2 separate regions of the Sus scrofa genome follow, and region 1 is linked to region 2. A link is a contact called in public Hi-C data. All regions are on one chromosome and are shown on one strand. Each heading gives the region's core, a stretch centred on a gene start, on an enhancer-like site or on the middle of the called end of the contact. The rest is flanking DNA. Distances are from core to core; before and after follow the strand shown. Region 1 holds the start of ZMYM2 (zinc finger MYM-type protein 2). Region 2 holds the start of MPHOSPH8 (M-phase phosphoprotein 8).

The links. Hi-C and Micro-C count contacts between places; a contact is called where the count stands out from the background.
Region 1: a contact with region 2 is called in a Hi-C map of liver, with 2.0 times the contacts expected there. The contact joins the promoter of ZMYM2 here to the promoter of MPHOSPH8 in region 2. A contact is called at or near these places in 2 of 5 promoter capture datasets (fetal liver and liver), 2 of 47 Hi-C or Micro-C datasets (liver and psoas muscle) and 1 of 2 datasets of contacts at active chromatin or transcription factors (alveolar macrophages).

Annotation. Positions count from the first base shown.
Region 1 is chr11:655,749-662,678 of Sscrofa11.1, forward strand. ZMYM2 (zinc finger MYM-type protein 2) reads left to right here and starts at 5,566. Exons shown (of 25, transcript XM_021065428.1): 1 at 5,566-5,714; 2 at 6,766-6,834. It overlaps LOC110255873 (basic proline-rich protein-like), which reads left to right. Exons shown (of 5, transcript XM_021066006.1): 5 at 4,460-5,255. The coding sequence ends at 5,255.
Region 2 is chr11:443,881-450,735 of Sscrofa11.1, forward strand. MPHOSPH8 (M-phase phosphoprotein 8) reads left to right here and starts at 3,139. Exons shown (of 14, transcript XM_013980701.2): 1 at 3,139-3,547. The coding sequence starts at 3,329.

The DNA of each region.
Region 1 (6,930 bases), core at 4,316-6,815, 210 kb after region 2:
TTTTGTTGTTGTTGTTATTGTTGTTGCTCTTTCTTGGGCCACTCCCGCGGCACATGGAGGTTCCCAGGCTAGGGGTCTAATCAGAGCTGTAGCCACCGGCCTATGCCAGAGCCACAGCAACGCGGGATCCGAGCCGCGTCTGCAACCTACACCACAGCTCACGGCAACGCCGGATCGTTAACCCACTGAGCAAGGGCAGGGACCGAACCCTCAACCTCATGTTTCCTAGTCGGATTCGTTAACCACTGCGCCACGATGGGAACTCCCGTTTGCATTTATTAATCCCAGGCTCCCAATCCATCCCACTTCCTCCCCCAGAATAATGTTTTTTGAGCTGCGGTTTGTAAGCCATGTAATCATAGTGTGGCCTAGACCCCTGTTTATTATTATTACTATTTGCTTTTTAGGGCCACATCCGCAGCATATAGAAGTTCCTAGGCCTATGCCACAGCCACAGCCATAGTAGATCTTAGCTGTCTTTGCAACCTACACCACAGCTCCTGGTAATGCCAGATCCTTAACCCACTGAACAAGGCCAGGGATCAAACCCACATCCTCATAGATACTAGTCAGATTCATTACCACTGAGCCACAATGGGAATCCCCTGTTTGCTGTCCTTAAAAACAAACAAACAACAACAAAAAAACTAGACATATTGATTAAGGGAACAGGATAGATAGCCCAGAAATAACCCCCTGTACTTATGGCCAAGGAGGCAAGAATATACAATGGACGAAAGACGGTCTCTTTAATAATTAGTGCTGAGAAAACTGCACAGCTACTTGTAGTAGAATGAAATTTGAAGATTCTCGGTAGTTCCTATGTGGCACAGTGGGCAGAAGATCTAGTGTTGCTGCAGCTATGCTATAGGTCTCAGCTAGGGCTCCCATTCGATCCCTGGCCTGGGAATGTTACCAAAAACTCCTAAAGCTCATCAATGAAGCTTCGATATGCTGTGGGTACGGCAAAAGCAAAACAAAACAACAACAAAAAAACCAACCTTAGAGTGGATTAAAGATCAAATGTGACACTGGATACTGTGAAATTCCTAGAGGAAAACATAGGCTACACGGGAGTTTCCGTTGTGGCTCAGCAGGTTACAAATCCAACTAGTATCCATGAACATGCAGGTTCAATCCCTGGCCTCCTTCGATGGCTTAAGAATCTGGGGTTGCCATGAGCTATGGTATAGGTCGCTGATTTGGATCCGGTGTTGCTGTGTCTTTGATGCAGGCCCACAGCTGCAGCTCCAATTTTTTTTGTTGTTGTTCGTCTTTTTGCCTTTTCTAGGGCCGCTCCCACAGCATATGGAGGTTCCCAGGCTAGTGGTCTCATCGGAGCTGTAGCCGCCGGCCTACACCAGAGCCACAGCAACGTGGAATCCAAGCCGCGTCTGCAACCTACACCACAGCTCACGGCAACGCCGGATCCTTAACCCACTGAGCGAGGCCAGGGATCGAACCCGCAGCCTCACGGTTCCTAGTCGGGTTCATTAACCACTGTGCCACAACAGGAACTCCTGCAGGTCCAATTTAACCACTAGACTGGGAAGTTCCATATGCTGAGGGTTGGGACCCAAAAGAAAAAAGAAAAACACACACAGAAAACAAACCATAGGAGTTCCTGTTGTGGCTCAGTGGTTAACGAATCTGACTAGGAACCATGAGATTATGGGTTCGATCCCTGGCCTCGCTCAGTTGGTTAAGGATCCGGCGTTGCCGTGAGCTGTGGTGTAGGTCGCGGACACGGCTCGGATCCCCCATTGCTGTGGCTCTGGCGTAGGCCGGCGGCTATAGCTCCGATTCGACCCCTAGCCTGGAACCTCCATATGCTTCAGGAGCAGCCCAAGAAATGGCAAAGAAGACAAAAAAAAAAAAAAAAAAAAAAAAAAAAAAGAAAAGAAAACAAACCATAGGGAGAACACTGACATAAATCGAAGCAATAGCATTTTGGCTCCATTTCCTAGAGTAATGGAAATAAAAATAAACAAATAGGATCTAATTAAAGTTAAAAGCTTTCACAGAGCAAAGGAAAACATTGACAAAATGAAAATCCTACTGAATGGGAGAAAATGTTTGTAAATGATATGACCAATAAGGGGTTATTATCAAAAACATAAAAACACATCATACAATTTAATATAAAAAAATCAAATACTCTGATTAGAAAATTGGCAAACCTGGGGAATTCCCCCTTGTGTCTCAATAGAAATGAATCCAACCAGTATCCATGAGGATGCGGGTTCAATCCCTGGCCTCGCTCAGTGGGTTGGGGATTCAGCATTGCCGTGAGCTGCGGTGTAGGTGGAAGACTTGGCTCGGGTCCAGCATTGCTGGGGCTGTGGTGTAGGCTGGCAGCTGTAGCTGCTATTTGACCCCAAGCCTGGGAACCTCCATATGCTGCAGGTGTGGTTCTAAGAAAAAAAAAGAAAGAAAGCAATAAAAAGAAAATGGGTAGACCTGAAAAGACATTTTTCCAAAGAAGCCATACAGATGGCCAACAGGCACATGAAAAGATGCTTAACATTGCTAATTATCAGAGAAATGCAAATCAAAAGCACAATATGATATTCCTTCACACCTGTCAGAAGAGCTATTGAGTGGAGAAACGGGAACACATCACACTGTTTGTGAGAATGAATATTGGTGCAGCCACTATGGAAAACAGTAGGGAGGTTCCTCAAAAAACTAATAGTAGAATTACTATTAGTTATCTAGCAATTCCAGTCTTGAGCATAGAGAGAGAGAGAGAACGTGAAAACATTAATTTGAAATGATATATGCATTGCAATGTTCATAGCAGCATCATTTACAATCATCATTTACAAAAAAGCATCATTTTTTTTTTTTTTTTTGTCTTTTTGCCATTTCTTGGGCTGCTCTCTCGGCATATGGAGGTTCCCAGGCTAAGGGCCAAATCGGAGCTGTAGCTTCTGGCCTACGCCAGAGCCACAGGAACTCAGGATCTGAGTCTTGTCTGCGACCTATGCCACAGCTCACAGCAATACCGGATCCTTAATCCACTGAGCAAGGCTGAGGTTTGAACCTGCAACCTCATGGCTCCTAGTTGGATTCGTTCACCACTGCACCGCGACGGAACTCCAAAACCTAAGTGTTAATCATCATATTAACGGATAAAGAAGATGAGGTACATATGTACAATGGAATCCTACTTAGCTGTAAAAAGAATGAAGTTTTGTCTTTTGCAACAAAATGGATGGACCTAGAGGGTATCACACTTAGTAGAAAAAGTCAGACAAAGACAAAAACTCTATGTTATCACTTGTATGTGGAATCTTTTCTTTTCTTTTAGGGCCGAGCCCAAGGCAAAAGGAGGTTCCCAGGCTAAGGGTCTAATTGGAACTATAGCCACAGGCCTATACTACAGCCACAGCAACACAGGATCTGAGCTGCGTCTGTGACCTACACCACAGCTCAGGGCAACGTCAGATTCTTATCCCACTGAGCGAGGCCAGGGATTGGACCGGCAACCACTTGGTTCCTAAGTTGGATTCATTTCCCCTGTGCCACGATGGAAACTGCTCTAATGCATTCTCTAAGTCTATGGCTGAGTTTATTCGCAAGAATCTTTATTTAAGCCTTCAAACTAAGTGTAACCTCAATAAAGAGAAATTATTGCAATGGTTCATGTTAACAGAAAAGGATGGTGGTGTTAAGTTTTCATGGAGTTATTACAATGTTGCCCCACATTTGCTAATAGAGGACATTTCTGTTGTGAAGATAGTGACATCAGGAGTGCCACTGTAAAACGGAACAGTGTGATAAAGTCTTATTTTACCGTATTGAAAACTTAAGTTTTATAACAATGAAATGTTTGTAGAAAGATAGGTGATACCCTTTGGAGAAAGGGGGTTGAAATACATGATGGATATCCTTCCATCTAAATAGCGGTATGTTGGAGTTCCTGTCCTGGCTTAGTGAAAACAAATCAGACTAGTATCCATGAGGACGCAAGTTTGATCCTTGGCCTTGCTCAGTGGGTTAAAGATCTGACGTTGTCTAGAGCTGTGGTATAGGTGGCAAAGGTGGCTTAGATCCAACTTGCTGTGGCTTATGCCGGTTCAGCCTCTGGCCTGGGAACTTCCATGTGCTGCAGGTGTGGCCGTAAATAGCAAAAAAAAAAAAAAAAAGAAAAAAAAAAGAAAAAAAAAAAAGAAAAATGAGGATAACAGTGTATTTACTGCATTTTTCCATAGGTGGAAGAATTACCTCATTTGTAAATTTATGAGTCTTATATTTTACCAGACTGTTCAGTGAGTGGCGTCTCTAAAACCTCAGTTCTTCGTGAAACCTTCATGCATGACTGTAACTTCATTAAAAACTTCATGTTGTTCATCATCGCATTGAACTTTAAAATGTAACATCGTTCGTGTCTCTACTACTAGGCAGTGTTGTGAGAACACCATGAAATTTTGGTCCAACTTGTTCACCCATTTAGCGCCCAACAGCGTGGGCTCAGCGGCCCCGACAGCCGCCAGGCCGCGCCGGGCCGGGCCGGGCCGGCCTCCGAGCTCCCCCTGACGTGGAACCGCGGAACCCGCACCGCCCGTGACGTGCGCCCGGGGCCGAGCTGTAGACGGCGAACAAAAGAGGCCCCGCGGCCCGGAAGGCTCCTCGGTCGAGCCCGCGCGGCCGCCCGGCCGCCCGGCCGCCCCTGGGTTCCGTCCCGCCCCGGGCGGCCGGGGAGCGCGGGGCCTCGTCCGCCCAGGGCCAGGGAGGCGGCGGCCCCGGCGCGGGGCGGCCCGGCCCTTCCGACAGGCGGGCGCCCGCTCCGCGCAGCCCGCTGCGCCTCCATCTTGGCGGGCGGCGGCGGGGAGCGGCGTCTGGGTCCGGCCCCGTCGCGCCGGCCGCTTCCCGGGCGCCGAGTCGGCAGCGGGCGCCGTCCCCGCGGCCGCCCGGCGGGGCCCAGCCCGGTTTCCCGGGACGCGTGGGGGCGGCCCCCCCGCCCCCCACCCCCGAGCCCGACAAGATGGAGGACGTCGCCTCCTCCCGCAGCCATGACGGGAGCGGGGGACGCCTCCCCACGGGGCTGCGGCGAGGGGAAGCGCTGCCGGCCCTCGGAGCCCGCGGGCGCCCCCGCCCCGGCCCCGGCCCGGGGCTCCCGGCTGCCGCCCCCGTGGCCGCCCCCCCCGCCCGCTCGCCCCTCCCGGGGCCGCCAGACACTGGACAGGGAGGGCGTTGGGGACATCGAGGCCGCGGCGCTCCCCGCGCGGCGTCGCTCGCAGCCGCCGTAGCGGCCGGACGCCCAGGCTGAGGCCCCTGGGCCGCGGGGCCCCGACAGCCCCCGAGCGCCAGGGGCCGAACGGCGGCCGGTGCGGCGCGCAGGGGAGTCGGCGGCCCGACCCTGACGGGCTGGGGTGGGGGCGGGGGCGGAGGGGCGGGGTGGGCCGGAGACGCGGGGGTGTGGCCTGCGCCTGACGGACAAGCCGTCGGGCCAGCCCCTCGAGGGTGTCCTGAAGGAAGGCGGACGCAGCCAATGGGCGTGCCCGCGGCGCCGGGCCCGCCTTCCACGCCGGCCAGTGAGGGCGCGGAGGGCGGGGCCTGGCGGGTCGGGCCGCGCCGCCGCGGCCGCCGCCTCCGCCTCCTCACCAGCGCTAAAGCCGGGACTGGACCGATCGGAGTTGCGCTGGTTCCCGAAGGGGGGTGGGCCGGGGGCGGGGAGGTTCGTTCCGCGGAGCCGCAGCCAGAACCGGGTGAGGCTTGTCCCCGCTGTGTCTCCAGCCCAGGGCCGCCGACAGTGGGGGTGGCCGGGAGCGGCGCAGCCTCCGGAGGCGGAGGCGGAGGCGGAGGCGCCGGGAGGCGGAGATGGGTGAGGGCAGCCTCCGGAGCCTCCCACCGACCCGGGACGAGCGCCCGCGGCGCGGCCGCCGTCGCCGCTGCCGCGTCGGGGCCTCGGGCTGCTGGCGGCTCCGCTCATGTCCCAGGCGCCTTGGCGGGCGGCCCGCGGGCTGCGGGCGTGCAGGCGCGGCCGCGAGGGCCGGGTGAGGCGGACGCCGGCGGCGGGGGTCGCCCGGGGCCGCCCGGGGTGGGGGCGGGCGGCGGGGGTCGCGGGGTGGGGGTGGGGCGGGTGGGGGAGGGGCGCCTCCGTGGGCGCTCGCGGCGCGTTCGCACCCTCCCAGGCGCGGCGCGAGGTCTCCAAGTTCGGGGGCGAGGGCGCGGGCGCCCTGCGCCTGGTCCCCTCCTTGGCCGCCCCGGCCTCGGCGCGCGCGCGGCTCGGCTCCGCACGTATTGTTTGGCTGGGTCTCTAATGGCGGACGGGGAGGCAGCGCTGCCGGTCGCCGACTGCGGCGGGGGGGGCAAATCTCGGGCCCTGGGCAAGTGCTCGGGGCAAATGCAGGGGGTTTCCGCCTGGCGGCGACTCGAACCCCCCCTCCGCCCCCGAGTGGGTGCCGGCGCGCCGGGGATGGCGCTGGGTGGGCCGATTGGGGGATAGGATTCCCCGCTGGCGTCGAGGCTGCACCCGCCCTTCCCCCTCTCCCTCCCGGAGCAGGCTCGCCGTCCTCCGCCTCCTCCCTCCAGGTTTTGCCTTTCACGTGGGTTTTGGTCCCAAATAAATATTTAACGTCGTTTTGCTCTACTTTACATAGGAGGGGGTTGTTGGTAACGGGCTGGGAAGCAACAATCGAAGGTCCGAGGCTCCTTGACCTCTTATTCCCTTCTCTGCCTCCTCCTGGTGGAAAAGGCTTGCTTCTCCCACCTGGTTAGATGTTCTTGATGCATGTTTCATTTTTCCTCCTACCCCAGGACCAGGATTCGCCTTCAACCCTACCTGGTGCATCTTTGGCAGAACGTGAGGAGGAAAGCACCCCCATTGTGAGTCTTTTGCCCGTATTTTGAGGCTCTTAGAGGACGTTGTCAGGTTGTAGGGCTTCGGCCGGGGGGGACTAGTGCGTCTCCGTTATTTTGAGT
Region 2 (6,855 bases), core at 1,889-4,388:
TCAAGAGCAAACTCCTGGAATAAGAGATTATATTTGTGGTTCCCAGAGGTGGGTGGGGGGGCGGAGATTGGATGAACATGGTCAAAAGGTACAAAGTTCCAGTTATAAGTCAGTACCAGGCATATAAGGACAATATGGTGAATATATTTCACACTGATGTATGTTATATATGAAAGTTCAGAGAGCATATCCAAAGGGTTCTCATCACGAGATGTTTTGCTTTTTTTTTTTTTTTTTTGCCTTTTTTTTTTTTTTTTTTTTTTTTTGGTTTTTAGGGCTGCACCCGTGGCATATGGAGGTTCCCAGGCTAGAGGGTGAATCGGATCTATAGCTGCCAGCCTACACCACAGCCACAGCAACTGGGGATCCAAGCTGAGTCTGCGACCTACATCACAGCTCACGGCAACACTGGATCCTTAGCCCATTAAGCGAGGCCAGGGATCGAACCCACATCCTCATGGATCTTAGTCGGGTTTGTTAATGGCTGAGCCATGAAGGGAACTCCCCACAAGATATTTTTCTTGTATTTTGTGTCTATATGAGATGATGGATGTTCACTAAAACTGACTGTGATAATCATTTCATGACATAAGTAAGTCACACCATTCTCTTGTAACCTTAAACTTGATAGCTTTCTTCCCTCTTTGGCTGGCGAAGAAGCTGGCCAGTTGTCCTCAGAAAGTCCCGTATTCTGGATATGTCTGATTGCTCCCATTTCTCTTTCCCCACATTTCCTGTAAGGTGGACATTCCATCTAAAGTCTTAAATAGATTAAGGATCAACATTTTTGTCAACATGAGCTCTCAAATCTGGTTGTTCTACCCCTTTTTTTTTTTGTGGCCGCGCCCAAGGCATGTGGAAGTTCCCTGAGCCCGAGGTGGAACCCGTGCCACGGCAGAGACGAAGCCAGATCCTTAACTGGCTGTGCTATGAGAGAACTCTCTGAAAAAACTTACTTTAAAATATATCTAATTATTAGAATTGCTGTTTCTCCCTTTAGAGGCTGAGAGTCCCTGGAGGGCAGACCACGATGGGTTCATCTGTGTGTTCCCAGTACTTACCATAGGATGGTGCACAGGACACACGTAGCAAGCAAGCAAGCACATCATTGAGCCAGCGCAACGATCTGGTAGGAGTGCCCCAGTGGCCTCCCGGTTGAAGGATCCGATGTTGTCACTGCTATGGCTCGGTCACTGCTGTAGCAAAGGGGTGATCTCTGACCCCTGCACTTCCGCATGCTGTGGGCGTGGCCAAAAGAAAAAAACGATCTGGCGATGTTCTCCAAAGTGATCTGCTGGTTCCTAGATTAGGCTTAGAGTAACCTCAGTGAGATGGAGTTAATTTTGTAAATTAAGTTGCGAACTAAAAATGTCACTCGCCATCTGGTTCTATTAGAATTATGTCACTAGTGGCTCCGTGGAAACAAATCTGACTAGCATCCATGAGGATGCAGGTTCGATCCCTGACCTCGCTCAGTGGGTTAAGGATCCGGTGATGCCATGAGCTGTGATGTAGGGCGCAGATGCAGCTCGGATCCTGTGTTGCTGTGGCACAGTCCGGCAGCTGTACCACCAATTCGACCCCCTAGCCTGGAACCTCCATGTGCCAAGGGTGAGGCCCTAAAAAAAGACAAAAAAAAAAAAAAAAAGGAATTATGTCACTAGCCGTCACAGTCCCTGGCCTTCAGCACACCCAGTAGGGGGATCAGAAATGGGGTGCTCTGTGCTCTGGGAAAAACTGAAACAGGACTTCAGATGGGTATTTTCAGGCAAAAATTTTATAAGCCCAACTTCTTGCATCTTACATCTAGAAAAGCACTGAAATCATCACTAGGGACATTTGCCCTCTCATGAGCAGCAACCTTCTGCAAAATTGTGTTCCTGAACCCTATGTACCCTCCACCAAAATCACGTGGAACAACCTCCTCCCCGTCTTTGGAGCCGAGAAGCTTTTTCTTCCTATAGTCCTCACTTTGTCCCAAATAAACTTAACTCTCACATTGTGCATTCATTTTCTGTGGACAGATTAAATAAAAAGCTTGCTGCTATAAAGACTTTATTTGCTTATCTGTAATTAAAAGGGAGAAAAATGGGAGTTCCCGTTGTGGTGGAGCAGAAACGAATCCAACTAGGAACCATGAGGTTGCGGGTTGGATCCCTGGCCTCCCTCAGCGGGTTAGGGATCCTGCGTTGCCATGAGCTGTGGTGTAGGTTGGATCCTGTGTTGCTGTGGCTCTGGCGTCCGCCAGCAGCTGTAGCTCCAGTTGGACCCCTCGCCTGGGAACCTCCATAGGCCGCAGGTGCAGCCATAAAAAGCAAAAAAGAAAAATATTTGACCTAGCAACTTTGGGTGACGATTCTTTTTGAGGGAGGACTATTTTTTTTTTTGTCTTTTTGTTGTTGTTGTTGTTGTTGCTATTTCTTGGGCCGCTCCCGCGGCATATGGAGGTTCCCAGCGAATCGGCGCTGTAGCCACCGGCCTACGCCAGAGCCACAGCAACGCAGGATCCGAGCCGCATCTGCAACCTACACCACAGCTCACGGCAACGCCGGATCGTTAACCCACTGAGCAAGGCCAGGGACCGAACCCGCAACCTCATGGTTCCTAGTCGGATTCGTTAACCACTGCGCCACGACGGGAACTCCAGGGAGGACTATTTTTGTCAGTCATTACTAACCTGGACAAATTTCTTTCATCATATCCTCTTATTTTTTTCCAGTGGATAAAAGAAAACCCAACTAAAATATTTTTAATATTTATTTAAACAGTACTCCCTAAACTGAAACGGCACTAGGAGCTGTGTTTGCATCATTCACTCGCTAATCTATTCGCACAGATGACGATCCAGATAAGAGCCTAGCGTTGTCTGCCGCAGGCGGTGCTCGCCCTGAAAGCCTGGCTGTGGGGCGCGCCCGCCGGAAACCCGCCCCCAGGAGGCCTCCCTGCGCTCTGCCGCCCCCGCCCCCGCCCCCGCCCCCAGCGGCCCTGCAAGCCCCGCCCCCCAGCGCCGCTCCGCAGCCTCCCCTCCGGGAGCGGCTTCCCACAGCGCACGCCCTCCGCTGTCCCAGCCCACTCTCCCGACAAGCCCCGCCCCCACACCCGGCCCTTCCTTCCGCCCGGCGGCCCCTTGGCCCGCCCACCCGCTTCCTGTGGGCCGCGCGGGGCGCCGGCGCGCCCGTCCTGACGTGGTTGGTGTGCGCGCGCGTCGTTCCGGGGCCAGGAACCCGCCATTGGCGCGGTCGGGCCCTTCGCGTCCGCCTGGCAGAGGGACTGACTGCGGGCGGGCGCGTGTCACAGTCCCTCTCCCCGCCGCTAGCAGAGCTCCGTTATGGCGGAGGCGGACGCGGACGGGGCGAGCGCGGCTGCGGTTGCCGGTTCGGGAGCCGACGGCAGTGGAGAGTCGCCTGCAGTCGAAGGAGGGGGAGCCGGAGCGTTGAGCGAAGAAAAGGAAGCGGCCGCGAAAGGAGCGGAGGCCGCGGGGGACAGTGAGGAGGACGGCGAGGATGTGTTCGAGGTGGAGAAGATCCTGGACATGAAGACGGAGGGGGTACGTGCGGGGCGGCCCACGCGCGGCGGTCGGCGCGGCGGAGGCGCTGGAGGCGGTGCGGGGGCGTTTCTCGCCGCAGGGGACGTTTCTCGCCGCAGGGGACGTGGGGACTGTGCTCCGCTTTTGGGCCTTCGTCCTCGCCTTCTCCCCACAGGGCACATCTCAGGTCCAGAGGCCCTGAGCATCCTCGTTCCTCTCCCGGGGAACTCCTGTTCTCTTCCCCCGTGAAAGCCTCGTTTGACCCTGATCCCAACAGAGTGAGGTGCCCCACTGACGCTGGGTGTAGACTTTTGTTTTAGGATTTATTTATCGTTCTTATATGTTTGTCTTGTAGACTGTAGGCCTCTTCTAGTACATGACTATGCGTTTTAAGTTTTGTTATTGAAGTGATAACAAAATGATGTTTTATCACTTTAATGCTTAGCCTGCAGTAGTTGCTTAGTGTACATCAGATTGTTAAGTGGGCGAATGAATTGTGGGCTGGAGGCTGAGGGAAAGTAAGAGGGTGCAAGGACGGACAATAATAAGGATGGCAAATAATCTCTTTTAGTAAATAGGAGTAAGATAACCAAAGGTCCTATACGGTGGTCGTTATATATGTTGTGTTCTTTTTATTGTCTTTTATTTCCCATTTGCGTACACTACTTTGTGTGTGTGTGTTTTGTTTTTTTTTTTTTTTTTTTTTTTTTTTGTCCATTCACGGACTTTTTTGGTCTCAGCTACTGCATGCTGGGTGCTGTGTTAGGTCCTGAGGATACAGAGATTAGTTGTATCATACTCAGTTGCTGACGTTAAAAATTCCCCTGTCCATGCTGTAAAATTAGGTTGTGGTGATTGTTGTACACCTGTAAGTGTGATGAAATTCATTAAGTATTAAAAAAAAAGCTATCCTGTCCAGTGGGGGATAAATAATTGAAATGAAGTGTCATCAATATTATTGTTAGTTACAAACAGTAAAAAGTGGGACGTCTTGAAGTATAATTTTCCCATATACAATGTAAGCATCTGTGGTGTTGCTGCAGGCTGCGGCGTTGGTTGCAGATGTGGCTTGGATCTGGCATTGCTATGGCTCTAAGATAGGCAGGCAGCTGCAACTCGACTTCGGCCCATAGCCTGGGCACTTCCATGTGCCAAAGGTGTGGCCCTAAAAGGGGGAAAAACACTGCTCTTTTTGAAGGCAGCACTGTTGCCTGAGATTTCCTTTCTTCTGCCTCCCTTCCTGCAGGCTGATTAAGCAGCCATGCTGTCTCAACCTGGTTCATCCTCAGTTTTAACTACACCTTCATAGAAGCTCTTACAATGTCATATATTAGCAGTTTTCTTTTTGCAGACTATTTTACTGAAAAGAATGTACATGCATTTTCAGTTGATACAGTAACTGTCTCCCCACCCAGTTATATAGCTGAACCATTAAACTGACACTCATAATTATTGTTTTTAAATTATGAAGATTTCCGGGATTATTTTTGGAAGTCATGAGACCAAGATTGTTCTCTTTGCATTATTTCTTAGCTTCTGCTCCTGTTGGGTGCTGAGGCTTGATCCCTCCGCAAAGGGCAGGATGACTGGAAGGCAGTGTGGGGATCACTGAAGGGTAAAATGGGAGGGAGCAGTGGTTGGCACTCAGTTTGGAATGTTTATCACCTTGTGGTTGTATGATTAAAATCCACAGGTGTTAAGCGTATAGCTAGAATTGTGCCCTGCGGTTCATGTGGGAAACGATCGCAAGAGTTTGTTCTTGAGAGTTCCTGTCGTGGCTCAGAAGTTAACAGATCTGACTACAATCCATGAAGATGCAGGTTCGATCCCTGGCCTCACTCCGTGGGTTAAGGATCTGGCGTTGCCATAAGCTGTGGTGCAAGTCACAGACATGGCTCAGTTCTGGCATTGCTGTGGCTGTAGTGTAGGCCGGCAGCTGCAGCTCCAATTCGACCCCTGCCTGGCCTGGAAACTGCCATATGCAGCAGGTATGACCCTAAAAAGACCAAAAAAAAAAAGTTTGTTCTTGCTTCTCAGTGAGACTGGGTATTGAACAGTGCGGCTTTTTACGGCCACACCCGTGGCATATGGAGGTTCCTAGGCTAGGGGTCAAATCAGAGCTATAGCTGCTGGCCTTCACCACAGCCACGGCAACACAGGATCAGAGCCACATCTATGGCCTACACCACAGATCATGGCAACGCTAGATTCTTAACCAACCCATTGAGCGAGGCCAGGGATCGAACCCACAATCTCGTGGTTCCTAGTCAGATTCCTTTCCCATGTGCCGTGATGGGAACTCCTGTGAGGAGACCTTTTAAGGTTATGCCCACAGCATGCAAAAGTTTGTGGGCCAGGGATGGAACCCAAGCCGTAGCAGTGACAATGCCAGATCCTTAACCTGCTGAGCCACCTGGGAACTGCAAGATCTGCATTCCTGGCGACTTTCGGATACGCAGTCCACGCAGTACAGGGTTAGTCACGCTGGTCGCCGTGCTCCAGGTTGATGATGGCCCGTCACCCAGCGATGTTGTACCTGGATGTTTGTACCTTTCGACCCTCCTCCCGTTTGTTTCCATCCCCCACCCCTTCCTCAGGCACCACCAGTCTGTTCTCTGGTGAGCTTCAGGGGTTTTGTTTCTTTTTCGTCTTTTTTTTTTTTTTTTTTTTTTTTTTTAATTTTTAGGGCCCTACCCATGGTTTATGAAGTTCCCAGGCTAGGGGTCGAATCTGGACCGTAGCCACTGGCGTACGCCACAGCCACAGCAACACCAGATTCTTAACCCACTGCACGAGGCCAGGGCTTGAACCTGTGTCTTCATGGTTACTACTCAGATTCGTTTCTGCTGAGCCACAATGGGGGCTCCTTGGGGTGTTTTGTTTTAATAGTCCATGTGTAAGTGCGATCACATAGTTTTTATTTTTCTTTGACCTATTTCACTGTTCATAATGCCCTTGAGGCCCATCCATGTTGTTGTAAATGGCTAGGTTTCTCCGAGTGTGTGTGTGTGTGTGTGTGTGTCTGTGTGTCTGTGTGTCTGTGTGTCTGTGTCTGTGTCTTTTTGTCTTATTAGGGCCGCACCTGTGGCATGTGGAGGTTCCCAGGTTAGGGGTCGAATCGGAGCTACACCTGCTGACCTACCCCACAGCTCACAGCAACACCAGATCCTTAACCCACTGAATGAGGCCAGGGATCGAACCCGCAACCTCATGGTTCCCAGTCGGATTCGTTCCTGCTGCGCCACAACGGGAACTCCTAGGTTTCATTTTTGATGACTGAATAATATTCCATTGTGTACATATGTGATGGATATGATTAGATGTGTAAG